3 separate regions of the Mus musculus genome follow, and regions 2 and 3 are each linked to region 1. The links are chromatin contacts, called in public HiChIP or PLAC-seq and promoter capture Hi-C maps. All regions are on one chromosome and are shown on one strand. The core of a region is the stretch at or near the end of the contact, and the rest is flanking DNA. Distances in the headings are between cores, read along the strand shown. Region 1 holds the start of Mrpl48 (mitochondrial ribosomal protein L48). Region 2 holds the start of P4ha3 (procollagen-proline, 2-oxoglutarate 4-dioxygenase (proline 4-hydroxylase), alpha polypeptide III). Region 3 holds the start of Relt (RELT tumor necrosis factor receptor).

Evidence for each region. HiChIP or PLAC-seq counts read pairs in DNA pulled down with a chosen protein or histone mark. Capture Hi-C pulls out chosen DNA fragments and counts their contacts.
Region 2: a FOXA1 HiChIP or PLAC-seq map of pancreatic cancer cells shows a contact between it and region 1. The contact joins the promoter of P4ha3 here to the promoter of Mrpl48 in region 1. A contact is called at or near these places in 3 of 39 promoter capture datasets (embryonic stem cells, neural stem cells and stem cell-derived epiblast-like cells), 1 of 115 datasets of contacts at active chromatin or transcription factors (pancreatic cancer cells) and 1 of 9 other capture datasets (pancreatic islet).
Region 3: a promoter capture Hi-C map of adipose tissue shows a contact between it and region 1. The contact joins the promoter of Relt here to the promoter of Mrpl48 in region 1. A contact is called at or near these places in 10 of 39 promoter capture datasets (the 3T3-L1 cell line, the C10 cell line, cranial neural crest and 6 more), 9 of 115 datasets of contacts at active chromatin or transcription factors (astrocytes, effector CD8 T cells, embryonic basal ganglia and 6 more) and 2 of 9 other capture datasets (adipose tissue and liver).

The regions. Positions count from the first base shown.
Region 1 is chr7:100,580,819-100,585,134 of GRCm38.p6, forward strand. It overlaps Mrpl48 (mitochondrial ribosomal protein L48), which reads right to left and starts at 2,312. Exons shown (of 8, transcript NM_198831.3): 1 at 2,172-2,312. The coding sequence starts at 2,192.
Region 2 is chr7:100,283,732-100,288,047 of GRCm38.p6, forward strand. It overlaps P4ha3 (procollagen-proline, 2-oxoglutarate 4-dioxygenase (proline 4-hydroxylase), alpha polypeptide III), which reads left to right and starts at 1,789. Exons shown (of 13, transcript NM_177161.4): 1 at 1,789-1,995. The coding sequence starts at 1,802.
Region 3 is chr7:100,861,351-100,865,666 of GRCm38.p6, forward strand. It overlaps Relt (RELT tumor necrosis factor receptor), which reads right to left and starts at 2,063. Exons shown (of 11, transcript NM_177073.6): 1 at 1,944-2,063.

The DNA of each region.
Region 1 (4,316 bases), core at 1,062-3,561:
TTAGGCTCTTTCCCGGGCTAAAATGATACCCTGAGACATGGATTCCAGTTCTTACAAGGGGTATTTCTTTTCTTTTCTTTTCTTTTCTTTTCTTTTCTTTTTTTTTCTGTTTTACATTTATTTATTTATTATTTTTATTGATGTGTGTGCCAAATGAGTGCACTTCCCATGAAGGCCAGAAGAGAGCTTGGAGTGTCCTGGAGCTGAAGTTACATACAGCTGCTAACCTGTAGCTAGAAGAGTTGCAAGTGTTCCTAACCACTGCACCACCTTTCACGAAAGATCCCTGAGAAAATCAGCCCTTGCTTAGATTCATGCATCAGAAAGTTCAAATTGAACTGGATGAAATGACAAATACCTGTAGACTGAGCTACTTAAGGGACAGCAGTAGGAGAATCACTAGAACCTACAAGTTCAAGGTCAGCCTTCAAAAAAAGTGAAATACTATCTCAATGAAAGGAAACAAAGTAGTCAAATTCAAAAGAGAAGGAAGAGATGAAGAGGCACCAAAGTGGAATCCCAGAAGCTTCACGTTATCCTCACTGTCCTCAGTCGGTACTAGAGCTAATGCCTCAAGTATTTGAATACAAAAATCAATGCTTTCAAGTCTTTTTTCTAAGTTCTCATAAAAGTTGATCTTGTTTCTAGTGTTTCCTTTGGCAGCATTCTTCTACTATGACTGTATCGACTCTCAAAATCTATCTTCATGAAGGTTATTAGGAACACAGATTTTATAACTACTGACATTTGAATTTCCACACCTTTTCTGTCAGCTAGGACTGCTTAATAATAATATGTGAAGAGCAAATAAAACTAAACAAATGACTACAAAATACCAACATTCTTATTAGCACCATCCTTCATCCCTTACAAAACACCCATTCCTATTTGCAGTATCCTCTATTATACTTTTGGGCTTGTTTTTCTTTTTCTTTTACTTTTTGAGGTCAGGTTTCAAGTAGCTTAGGTTGGTTGGCTTCAAACTAAATCTATAATCACAGCTGTCCTTGAACTCCTGATCCTCCTACCTCTGCCTCCCAAGTTCTATGATTAAAGACACTACCCCAATTCCTGGCTTTGTTAGATGATGGCCTTAGTGCCAGGTTTCCATGGATTCTTCTGCACTATTGCAAATTATATTCCTTGCATACTGATCTTCTCTTCCTTCCTTGGAAAGAAGATAAATAGAACCAGAGAATAGAATGGAATGTTGAAGTTTATTTCTATTATCTTTGCAGCAGACCTGTTATCACAAATTGGCTAAAGAGAACTAGTGGGTCCCTTCATGAAGGATGGGATGAGAAACTCAAATTTAGAGACATTCAAGGGTAGTCCCACATCCAAAAATGGCAATGACCATATTGATTTATACATACATTATGGTGATAAAGTCTCTATAATTAATGCCTGGAATAAAACCCCAATACGAAGAGAACAGGAACAACAACAACCTAAGCAATATGACACAAGTGGAAAAGACCAACTGAGATCTGGTAACTTTGTTAAGGGAAGAGAAAAACAAGGACCAGATTTAAGAATGGTAGTGTGGCTTGGGGTAGTGATGCGTACTTGTTATCCAAGCACTGGGGGGAACTGATGCAGGAGACTTGTGTCATGAGCAGTCTGGGCTACATGATGAGACCTCGTCTCATAAAAGGAAAGAAGGCTCACCTGGTTCTGCAATAGTCTCTTAATATTTTGGAAGCCAAGAGTAACAAAACGAAATGGTTGGTTCGCTCGGTTTTATGAAATGCTCTCAAATAAGATTTTGTAAGCAAAAGTGTAATTTATCATTATTGTATTCCTCTTATCACCGAGTAACTTCATTCACATCCCAACCACTTCAGCGAGGATTCTCTTAAAAGATGATTAAATGTAAAAAGTAGATGACCTGCCCAAGGTCAGACAATTTAAGGGGACGATATTCCGTGTGTGGGGACTCTCCCTTTCCTAGGCACGAGGCAGCGAGGGTGACAAGTGGAGGGGGCGTGGCACGAGACTGGCAAGCTCGCCCTGGGCCGGGGAAAGAATTGACAGTGAGGCGCCGCAGGGACTGCTGGGAAAGGCCTGTTCGCAGAGTCCTAGGCCTAAACGTCCGCACGCAAACACCTTCCAGCTCTGCTTTCCCTTCCGCTTTCCTCAGCTCCCTACGTGCGTGGAATCTGCGTTACCTTTCCCAGGGTTCCGCTCATTCTCGACCACAGCGGCTTCTGAGCAAACCGAAGATCCACCCTAGCAATCACGACCCCAGGCGTCTGGAAACAGGGCCGGAAAGGTCTTCATCACGTCCGTCCACCAAATCCTACCGAGACGCTTTCTGCTCACGCAGCATCTTGGTTCCGGAAGTTTTTAAAACCCAAGGGATAAAACTCTCCCCAGATTCCACCCTCACCCCAGCTCCTGTCACCTTCCCTGTGATTTCTCTGGGCAGTATGGATTGCCGTCTTTGTTACCGAGTGCTTTTCACATAATTTTGGTATCTCACCTATGAGACTACATATTATTTAATGTCTCTCTTCTCTATTTTGATTGAATTCCTTTAGGACACAGATCCTGTCTGGTTAATTTATTCCAGCGTCTCGTATGCAAATCTTGACTTGTTACCTCGACTTTGGAGCTGATTAACCCCAGGTGAACTTTCCTAGCGTTCCATATCCTCATAGTAATTAAGAATAATTATCTTTTATTGAGAGGCCATGATGTGCAATACTTTTCGTTCAGTAGCTCACAGTTTTTTTTTTCTTTTTTTGTTTTTGTTTGCTTGTTTGTTTGTTTTGGTTTGGTTTTTTGAGACAGGGTTTCTCTGTAGCCCTGGCTGTCCTGGAACTCACTTTGTAGACCAGGCTGGCCTCGAACTCAGAAATCAGCCTGCCTCTGCCTCCCAAGTGCTGGGATTAAAGGCATGCACCACCAAGCCTGGCTTCTTCTTCTTCTTCTTTTTTTTTTTTTATTAGATATTTTCTTTATATACATTTCAAATTTCAAATCTATCCTGAAAGTTCCCTATACCCTCTCCCCGACCTGCTCCCCTACCCACCCACTCCCACTTCTTGGCCCTGGCATTCCCCTGTACTAGGGCATATAAAGTTTGCAATACCAAAGGACCTCTCTTCCCAGTGATGGTCAACTAGGTCATCTTCTGCTACATATGCAGCTAGAGACACGAGCTCTGAGGGTACTGGTCAGTTCATATTGTTGTTCCACCTATAAGGTTGCAGACCTTCAGCTCCTTGGGTGCTTTCTCTAGCTTCTTCATTGGGGGCCCTGTGTTCCATCGTATAGATGACTGTGAGTATCCACTTCTGTATTTGCCAGGCACTGACATAGCCTCATATGAGACCAGGGTCCCTTCATCAAAATCTTGCTGGCATATTCAGTAGCTCGCTTTATTCCTCACAAGCCTCCCGGAGAGAAACTGCTCGATTTTACAGACAAAGGTCTCTCAGGGTAGACCAGGCTGGCTCTGAATTTGTATTTGCCTCCAAGGTGCTTTGATAACAAGCTTAGGCCACTACACTCAGCTACCAACTATTTAATTAGCAATACCTTTTGCCAGTCCTTTGATGGAATCCTGGGAACACAAAAATGAATAGCTTGTGGTTCCTGCCCTTAAATGGCACATTTAAATCATTACAGAGCAATAAGAAATTCATGTCACCAAGATAGGCATATAAACTCTGTGTACAGAGGGAGTACCTGAGGCATACAATAAAGTCAGCATTGGGTGAAATAACGAATGTGCAACGGTTACTTTATTTTGCTACTGTTGCTGTTTTTAACACAGAAAAAGTGTCAAAACTAGTAAATAAGGGCTGGAGCATGAGTGGTAGTGGGGTACATCCTGGTACTGGGAAGCAGAGGCAGGTGGATCTCTGAGTTTGAGGCCAGCCTGGTCTACAAAATGAGTTGCAGGACAGCCAGAGCTACACAAAGAAACCTTGTCTTGAAAAAAATAAATGAAACAAACAAAAACGAAAAATAAAGGGCTGGAGAGATGGCTCAGCAGTTAAGAACTCTTGTGGCTCTTGCAGAGGACCTGAGTTAGGTTCTCTGTCCCTAGATCAGAAGGCTCATAACCTTCTGCAACTCCACCTCTGGGGATTCAGTAACCCCTCTGACCTCCTCAGATACCTGTGTTTACAGACACAGACACATGCACATAAATAAAAATAAAATCTCTTTTAAGTGGTAAATATGAACTGGGCTGCATTGATGGTATGGTTTTTTTGTCAGCGTTCCTTCCAAGATCCTAATGTTTCATCTATCTTAGAATGAAATTCCAAAGACTCAGCAACACTGCTGTTGCTAAATCTATT
Region 2 (4,316 bases), core at 539-3,038, 300 kb before region 1:
CCAGACAAAAATAATTCGAGAAAACTATGGGCTACCTTCTCTTATAATAAAGATACAAAAATGTTACAACAAAATATCAACAAACAAAATCCAGCAACATATTAATGTGAATGTGCATTGTGACCTAAGAGGATTTACATTAGGCATTTGAGGTTGGTTTAACATACAATAATTTATGTAACACCCTATATGGACGTGGATGGGGAAAACTCAGCTCAGGCCTTCAGTAAGAGCAGTGTGTATGCACTCTTAGCTGCTGGCCTTCTCACCCGCCCAAGTTTCCTATTGCTTAGACAAGTTATCACAAACTCTGGGGCTTATAATAACCCAGATTTTTTTATCCTACTGCCTCAGAATTCAGAAGTCTGAACCGATGTATTAGACTTTTTCAGCACTGTGACCAGATATCTGACAGACACACTGTAACAGAGAAAAGATTTCTTTGACTCCTGGAGCCCATCATGAAAAGGAAGGTGTGTTGGCAGGTCTTGCCCCGTCTGGTGGCTAGCATATGTGGCCGGTGCTCACATCCAGCAGACAGAAACCTGATGGCTCTGGCCAGCAGTGAAGCCTTAGTGAACCTAGTGGAGTATGTAAGCCCTACTTCCCCAAAGCTCCATAGCTTGGTTTTTACCAAGTATTCAAGAGGATGAAACTGTGAGGTTCATTTCAAATTCAAACCGTAACGAATAGGTGTCACGAGATAAAATCAAGGTATTGGCAGATCTGTTCTTCCTGCAGACTAGGAAAGATCTGTCCCCCAGCCTTCTCAACCTTCTAGAAGCTACCTACAACCTGTTACTCACAGACCGTTTATCCATTTTCAAAGTCGCAACACAGCATCATCAAGTCTCTGATTTGGCTGTTATTGTCCTGTATCTTTCTTTGCCGTTTGTTTGTTTGTTTTTCGAGACAGGGTTTCTCTGCCTCCCAAGTGCTGGGATTAAAGGCGTGGGCCACCACCGCCCGGCTTTTTCTTTGCCTTTTTAAAAGGACCTTGGCAACTGCGTTGAGCTCACCAGGATAATCCAGGATGGCCTAAAGTCAAGATACTGTTAGAACTACACACATTGACTCTGTGAAGCTCTCTCCCCATCAAAGCATGCCAGGGGAAGCCCCTCTTTGGGGATGAGGTCCTCACCCATTGCACACAGCCTGTGGTTGCCCATTTTGTGTTTTTATGGTGGTTTACATTTCCATTTCCCTTTATGAGCAGCGGGCTGCATCTGCACCTACTATAGCACAGATGTTACTGAACACTTAAATGAATGAGTAAATGAATAAACATTGCTGGGCAAAAGGGATAGCGGGGTGAAAGAAACAAGCAGCCTAGTAGAATATAATGATGGTATTTTTGTGTGACTCTGTAGTGACTCGATCCTAGAGTTTCAGCTTCTGTAAGTCCTAGCCATCTTTCAAGATCACCTGAGGTCCTGTCCTCTGTGAAGACTTTACCCCTCTGCCCCAGCCACCTGCACTTCTGTCACCATGCTGTGTCACCCTTTGGAGTTCCCCTCATAATCCAGAGGTTTTTGTGTCCTCCCCTGTCCCACAGGAGGAATTTGGATGATGGCTCAGCACGGCTGTAACTAGAGAAATCACTGCTCACCCGCGCTCGCCTCAGTTCCCCCAAATGTGACAGGCACGGTGGAATCAGTGTGGAGTTAGCGGCGGGCCAGGCACTAAGGAATTCAGTGCTGAGGGGACGGAGGCGGCCAAGGGCGGGCGACGGAAGGCTGCGGGCGGGCGGGCGGGCCGGGGCGGCGCCGGGCGAGAGCGCGGAGGGACGCGCGACCCTGCGATGGGCCCAGGGGCGCGGCTGGCTCTGCTGGCGCTGCTGGCGCTCGGGGGAGACCCCGCGGCGGCCACGGGGCGGGAGGACACGTTCTCCGCGCTGACCAGCGTGGCGCGCGCCCTGGCGCCCGAGCGCAGGCTGCTGGGGACACTGAGGCGCTACCTGCGCGGCGAGGAGGCGCGGCTGCGCGACTTGACCAGGTGAGGGCGTCTCCAGGGAGCCGGGATGCTCAGCGACTGAGGGTGAGGAGTAACTGAGGCCCAAAGTGACTTCCAGACCCAACTGTCATGTGGTGGGGACCCTGAGACACTTTGAAGGGGAATGAGGAGTTCTGTGTCACTCTCTCTCTCTCTCTCTCTCTCTCTCTCTCTCTCCCTCTCTCTCACTCTCTGTGTCTGTCTGTCTGTCTGTCTGTGTCTGTCTCTTTGTCTCTGTGCCTGTCTCTCTGCCTCTTTGTGTGTGTGTCTCTGTCTCTCTGTTCCGGTCTCTGTCTCTCTCTGTGTCTATGTGTCTGTATGTATGTGTGTTTGTCCGTGTCTCTGTCTCTTTCTGTTTCTCTGTCTCTCCCTGTCTCTCTGTCTCTCACTCTCTGTCTCTGTCACACACAAACACACACCCCGGGGTGTGACACCACCCCCCATCCACCTTCACATGTCCAAGTTGATACACTGTGAAAAAGTGTAGGTAGCATGGAGATTCTAGAGTCCAGTTGGATCTCACAAATACTGTGTCAAGCAGCAAATGACCTTGGACTTCTTGTCAAGTTACTGCTGACACAGTAGAATGCTGTGGTGACCATTATAGCTCTTATTTCTTTTTCCATGGGTAAAAGTTCTCTGAATGTAAGTAGTAGCTGAGAGGTTGTATGTATGTGAAAATGTCTGACTCCAAAGAAAACACTGTGAAAAACTACTTCACACGGGGTAATACTGGGAGTAGTGTGCACAAACACACAGCCAACATTATTTTTTATGCAGTCAGCAAAGTAGAGTTAGATCCTGGAAGGTAAACTGTTGTAAAGTGTGGGACTTAGAGCACTAATCAGTGTCCAAGATGAAAAAGGAATGCTTGCATATGATACCAACATGTCTTGTGCCTTCTTTGCTTTGGACACTGAGAAGCCCACGGACTATAAGGCACAGTTGTTTCCACATAAATCCAATTGATCTTACAAACTTGTCTAGACAGAGCAGAAGCACATCATTTGATTTCCAGTAACTTTAAATTTCAAATCCATTCCCATGCCAACCCGCCCTGCTCCACTCCCACAAATGTTTATAAGAAATGGTCATGAAGGACAGCCAGTTTCGTAAGGGTTGGCTTAATCCTGCAGTCTGCTCTTCAAATGCCATTGGTGGCAACTGATGGCTTGTAGTTAGACACGCATTTGTTTGAGTTGCAGTATCAAATTGGTTTGTTAAAAAAAAAAAACCTGCAGATTACATTCTTACACTAAGAAAAACAGGCTGTAAGCAGGAGACAAGTTTAGGAAAAGCTAATAAAAGACACCTGTCTATACTAAAAAAAAGGAGGAGGAGGAGGAGAAAAAAGGGAAGAGGAGGAAGAAGGGAAAAAGGAGAGGAGGAGGAGATGGAGGAGGAGGAAAAGAAGAGGAGGAAGAGGAGAAAGCCAATGCAGGAGAAAGTGTGTGGAACACTGTGGGTACCAAGTGACTCAGAGTCTAGATTCAGGAGCTCAACAGGTCTCTGAATTTTTGACTCTGACCGTGTTATATCTTTAAGCTTTAGTTTCCTAATCTAAACAATGATGCTTTAATGGTTATTCCCATAGGGTTCTTGGAACGATTGTGTCCAGGTAAAGTTATTTATCATTGAGCTTAACATGTAGTAAGTTACTGAAAAAATGTTAACTCCCTATGACTCTTCAAGGCTGGCTGATCAAGTAGACTCGGCGCAGTGGGGAGGCTGAGGCAGGAAGACTGCTGTGAACCAAGCAACACAAGAGCAGACCACCGCTGCTCAGTGACTAAGTATTAAATTAACCCTGCCAATGGAAGCACTAGCTGGGATTCTAAAAGATTAAAAAGGGAATTTTTAAAATCCCAGATCCGTTTCTCAGATGATTATGAACATTTAGTCTCATCACAGGCAATCTGATGCTCTAGAGGCTGTGATTCTGTCCCCTGGTCATGCTCGAAAGCCAGCGTGAAGTGTTTACTTTTTAAAAATGATTTTTTAAATCATTTTTTAAAAATTGGGGTAGTTTCAGCTCACTTTTCTATAGATTCAATCTGTTGATTTTATATAAGTTGAAATGTTATTTCTAATGCCCCTGTTTTATATACTTTGAGTTTCTAAATCAGGAAATGAAGTGGCTTTGGCTGCTGAGGCTGCTCTACCTGCTAATGGATAGAAAATGTTCTAATTAGAGCCCCCATCACCGAGTACCCAGTAGAGCACACAGTCTGCATGGGGGAGGGGGGGTAGTCTAGTTTGTTTTGTTGGTGCCATTTAAGAAACACAAAGAGTAAAAGAGTTGGAGTGATTTCTGAGCTTAGAAT
Region 3 (4,316 bases), core at 813-3,312, 280 kb after region 1:
AATTGGGGCACCTGTGCCAGGCCTACCAGGCCTGCCAGCCCAAGTCTGATAGATGGGAGCTCAGATATGCCAAGAGCAACTACCAGGAAAGTGGTGATCCTCTCCAAGCACCTCACAGGCAGGCTTGAATCCCAGTCCTGGCACTGTCCTGAGTCTATGTGACCTTGGACAAGCCACTGTGGTTCTCTGGGCCTCAGTTCCTCTAAGAGTCACCACATCTTAGAACCGCTGTAAGGATTCAACAAAACAGCACATTATGAAGTGTTTAAAGGAAAGCCTGTCACTGTCCCCCACCCCAATGTCAAGCCCCCCTTCCAGAGGGTCACCAAAAACAGACCCTCCACATACTACTTCTATCAGATGTGGTACCCCATCGCTACTGCCACCTCTGGAGCTAGGGAGCCCAGATGCCACCCATTCTACATAAATTGAGGCACTGCCCCTCTTGTGGGAGCAGGAGTCTCAGAATGGCCTTTTCCAGAGACCAAGCAAGAACTCCAAGACCAGATCAGAACAGACCATTCATTGCCGGAGAACAAATATTCCCTCTCTTTCCAACCAGGGGGCTGAAAAAGGAGACCTGGGTAGAGAAGTGTCTTTGGATTGAGGTTTCAGTATCTAAAGGGCCAGTGGCTTTTGAGTGGGAGCCTGACATCTTCTTGACCAACTGTGAGCAAGACTGTTTCCAACTGTTCACCAACACATGGGAACCTTGGACCACTCCATTGTGTCACAAGCAGACGCCTGCCCCCACCCCCACTGCAGTCTTTCTGTCTGGAGGGGAGAGGAGAATGGAGAAGACTGACCCAAAAACAATAGAGGATCCCAAAGTGATGATTCACAGGCTATTCACACCTCTCTGCAGACTGGGAGACTGAGGCTTAGCAGGGGTAGATCTGATCACAAAACAGAATACACAGTGCCTTGCTAGATGTTGGGGACTTCAGTGTGTGTGTGTGTGTGTGTGTGTGTGTGTGTGTGTGTGTGTGAGCGTGGAGTGGAGTGGAGACTGAGACCACCTCAGGTCTTCTCTGTGCCAGAGGGGCTAGCCCACCCAATTCTGGCTTCCTCTGCTAGGTCATGTCTGCGTGCAAACTCACTAAACTGAACTCTAAGGGTGTCTTGGAGAGAGATCTTTATTCCCTAGACTCCTGATCTTCCTTGGCCCCTCAAACACTGGAAGGTGTCAGGTTCCTCCTTGTCTTACTCTATCCTAGGCAGGCAGGCAGGCAGACAGTCTCTCTCTCTCTCTCTCTCTCTCTCTCTCTCTCTCTCTCTCTCTCTCTCTCTCCTCCCTCCCCCCCCACCCCGTCCCACATGCACCCTATGACCCCGTGATTCAGGGCTTGCTTAAGTTATTTAGGGTTCCTCTGTTCTACCTTATACTCACAACTAGCCCGGGTCACACTACAGGCCGGCCACACACAGTGACCCCAGTGACCTGGGGTCTCTCACATACACAATCACACACACTCTGCCTGCCTCACACACAGAGCCCCTCTGTGTCGCCCGCTAGGCTCGGCGTCACCGCCCAGTGTCCCAGCCACACGTTCGCCCGGGCCAGGCCGCCTCATGCGCCGTGTCACCCACAGTCACTGGCTGACACCGTTCAGAACACCCCCCCCCTTCCCGGCCGCCCCGCGCTGCAGCCGCACCGAGGCGCCGCCGTCCCGTCCCGCAGCCGGCCTTTGGTGTCAGTCCAAGTTTCCCGGGCTCCCCCGACCCCTTGCACGCCAAGTTCCGCTGCTTCCTCTCGCGCACCTTCTGACAGACTGCGCCGCGCGCGGTGCCGGGAGGACGCGCAGCCCGGGGGCTCCGGGACGCGTAGACAGCACCAGGATGGGACGGGACTGGGCAGGAGAGCGGGGCTGACGCATCCGCCGCTCAGGAGAACTTCCTCGGAGCAGCGGAGCGGGGCTGAGGGCCGTGCGCACCCTCCTTACCTGGCCCGCAGCACCAGCTTCGCTCAGCGTCCGACGCGGCGCCGGGGCCCCGCTAGGCGAGCGCTCGGGGCCGGCCGCGCAGCCTGCGCGCCTTTTGAATGAATCGCCGGCCTGGCCGGGAAGCTGCGCGGCCCCTCCCCTCGCGTCACGGCTTCTGGCCCCGCCCCCGACGTCAGAGCTCCGACTTGCGGCCCCTAACCCCGAGCCCCTCTGCGGGCCAAGGGCTCACGATTCTCCCGCCAGGCCACGCTGCTCCGCATCGCCACCTCTTGAGCCTCCTAGGAACTGCAGGGGCTACGACTAGGATGTTCTTCAGATGCATCCCTTGGGGCGCATCAGGGAGGCGCGGCCGTGTGTGTGTGTGTGTGTGTGTGTGTGTGTGTGTGTGTGTGTGTGTGTGTGTGTGTGTGTGTGTGTGTGTGTGTGTGTGTGTGTGTGTGTGTGTGTGTGTGTGTGTGTGTGTGTATGTGTGGTGTGTGTGTGTGTGTGTGTGCGCATGCATCCCTTGGGGCGCATCAGGGAGGCGCGGCCGTGTGTGTGTGTGTGTGTGTGTGTGTGTGTGTGTGTGTGTGTGTGTATGTGTGGTGTGTGTGTGTGTGTGTGTGCGCGCGCGTGCGGGCGTGTGTGTGTGTGTGTGTGTGTGTGTGGTGTGTGTGTGTGTGTGCGCGCGCGCGTGCGGGCGTGTGTGTGTGTGTGTGTGTGTGTGTGTGTGTGCTCCGAACCAAGAAATCTGGGCTTGTGTGATGCAGCGAAAAGGTGCTTGAGACATGAATGCTACTCAGATCCTGTCACCATTGCCTGTGTAACTAGGGCCACAGCTGCCACTGCCTGGGAATAGTCTTTGGAATTGGTTGTGGGTAAGAGCACCCTCAGTGTCTTGGATGAGACCCAAGCTGGTTTCTAGAATCCCCCACCTAGCTAATAAGAGAGACTATAAGGAATGCTCACCTGGTGAATTCCTTTGGAACCTGGCCTAAATACCCCTTCCTTCAGGGTAGCTGGTTCCTCCCCCAAGTAGGTATGACAATGACAATCCTCTCCCCTAACACCAGCGGTCCCACTCTTCTATCACCAATGCCAGCCATCGCAGTGTCCAGTGGAGGACAGGAGAAGTAACGGACTGGGAGGCCAGGATTTGGGAGGCAGAGGCAGGAAGCTCCTGAGTTCCAAGCCAGCCTGGGCTACATATGGAGACATTGTTTCACAAGCAAGCAAACACAAAAAGAGTGACCAACACTATGAGACATCGTTGTAGAAGCCAGGCAGTAAGTAACCATTGCACTCTTGCAATGGTTATAAACTGGGCCCGTGTGTGGTATGGTGCGGTGGTAGTAGCAGTAGTGGTGCGGTGGCACTAGCAGTAGCACATCTCAGCTCCCACAGCCTTCTCTTCCGTTACCTTCCCACTCCCCCAGCATCATTCAAAGAATCTAAGGTGGCCAGGAGAGCAGGATGAGATGAAACTCGGACAGCACAGAGGAGCCCAGTGCGGGAGACAGAGGCCTGGCTGGAATCAGGATAATCACAGCTCACGGAAGAGGTTGAGGAAGTAAATATGTCTGTTGGGAATGGGTGGGCTGGTAAACAAATTAAGTCATAGAATTTGAGCCACAGAAAGGAAAGGAAAGGAAAGGAAAGGAAAGGAAAGGAAAGGAAAGGAAAGGAAAGGAAAGGAAAGGAAAGGAAAGGTCAGGTCCCCAGAGCCTGGGAAATTCCAGGAGGAGAACTGGACACCTGAGAGACGAGAGGGAGGGGAGAGTTTCCATTAACCTGGCTGAGCCCAGGTTTTGGGGACAGGGCAGAAAAAGTTCCACGTTACTGGTGTCAAAATCATGAGCGCAGCAGGCCTAGTGACTTGTGCTTCTAACCCCAGAGCACTGGAGGCAGAGACAACCAGATCTCCCTGAGTTCTGTGCCAGCCTGGTCTACATAGTGAACTGCAAGCCAGCCAAGGATACAAAGTGACATCCTGTCCTGGAAAAACAAAAAACAAAAACAAACCAATACATTCAATGTCAACTGTGCTCCCCCAAATCTGGGGATGGGCCCAGAGCCCCACATCACAGTCCATGGTGGAAACCCACTGGGGAGCAGTGACGTGCTCAGACTTGCCTGAATGTTCTCTGCTTCCGAGTTTTTGTTTTTCTCTTTTTGAGACACAGTCCCCTTATTGAGCCATCGCCATGTATGTAGACTGAGTTGGCCTCAGACTCACAGAGACCCGCCTGCCTCTGCCTCCTGCCTGCTGTGGTGAAAGGTAAGCTTCACTGTGACCGTTTTCCTCAGTTTTATTTTGTTTTAATTTTCTATTATATTTTATGTGTATAGCATTTTGTGTGCATATATGTCTGGGCACCACTTGAAAGCCAAGTG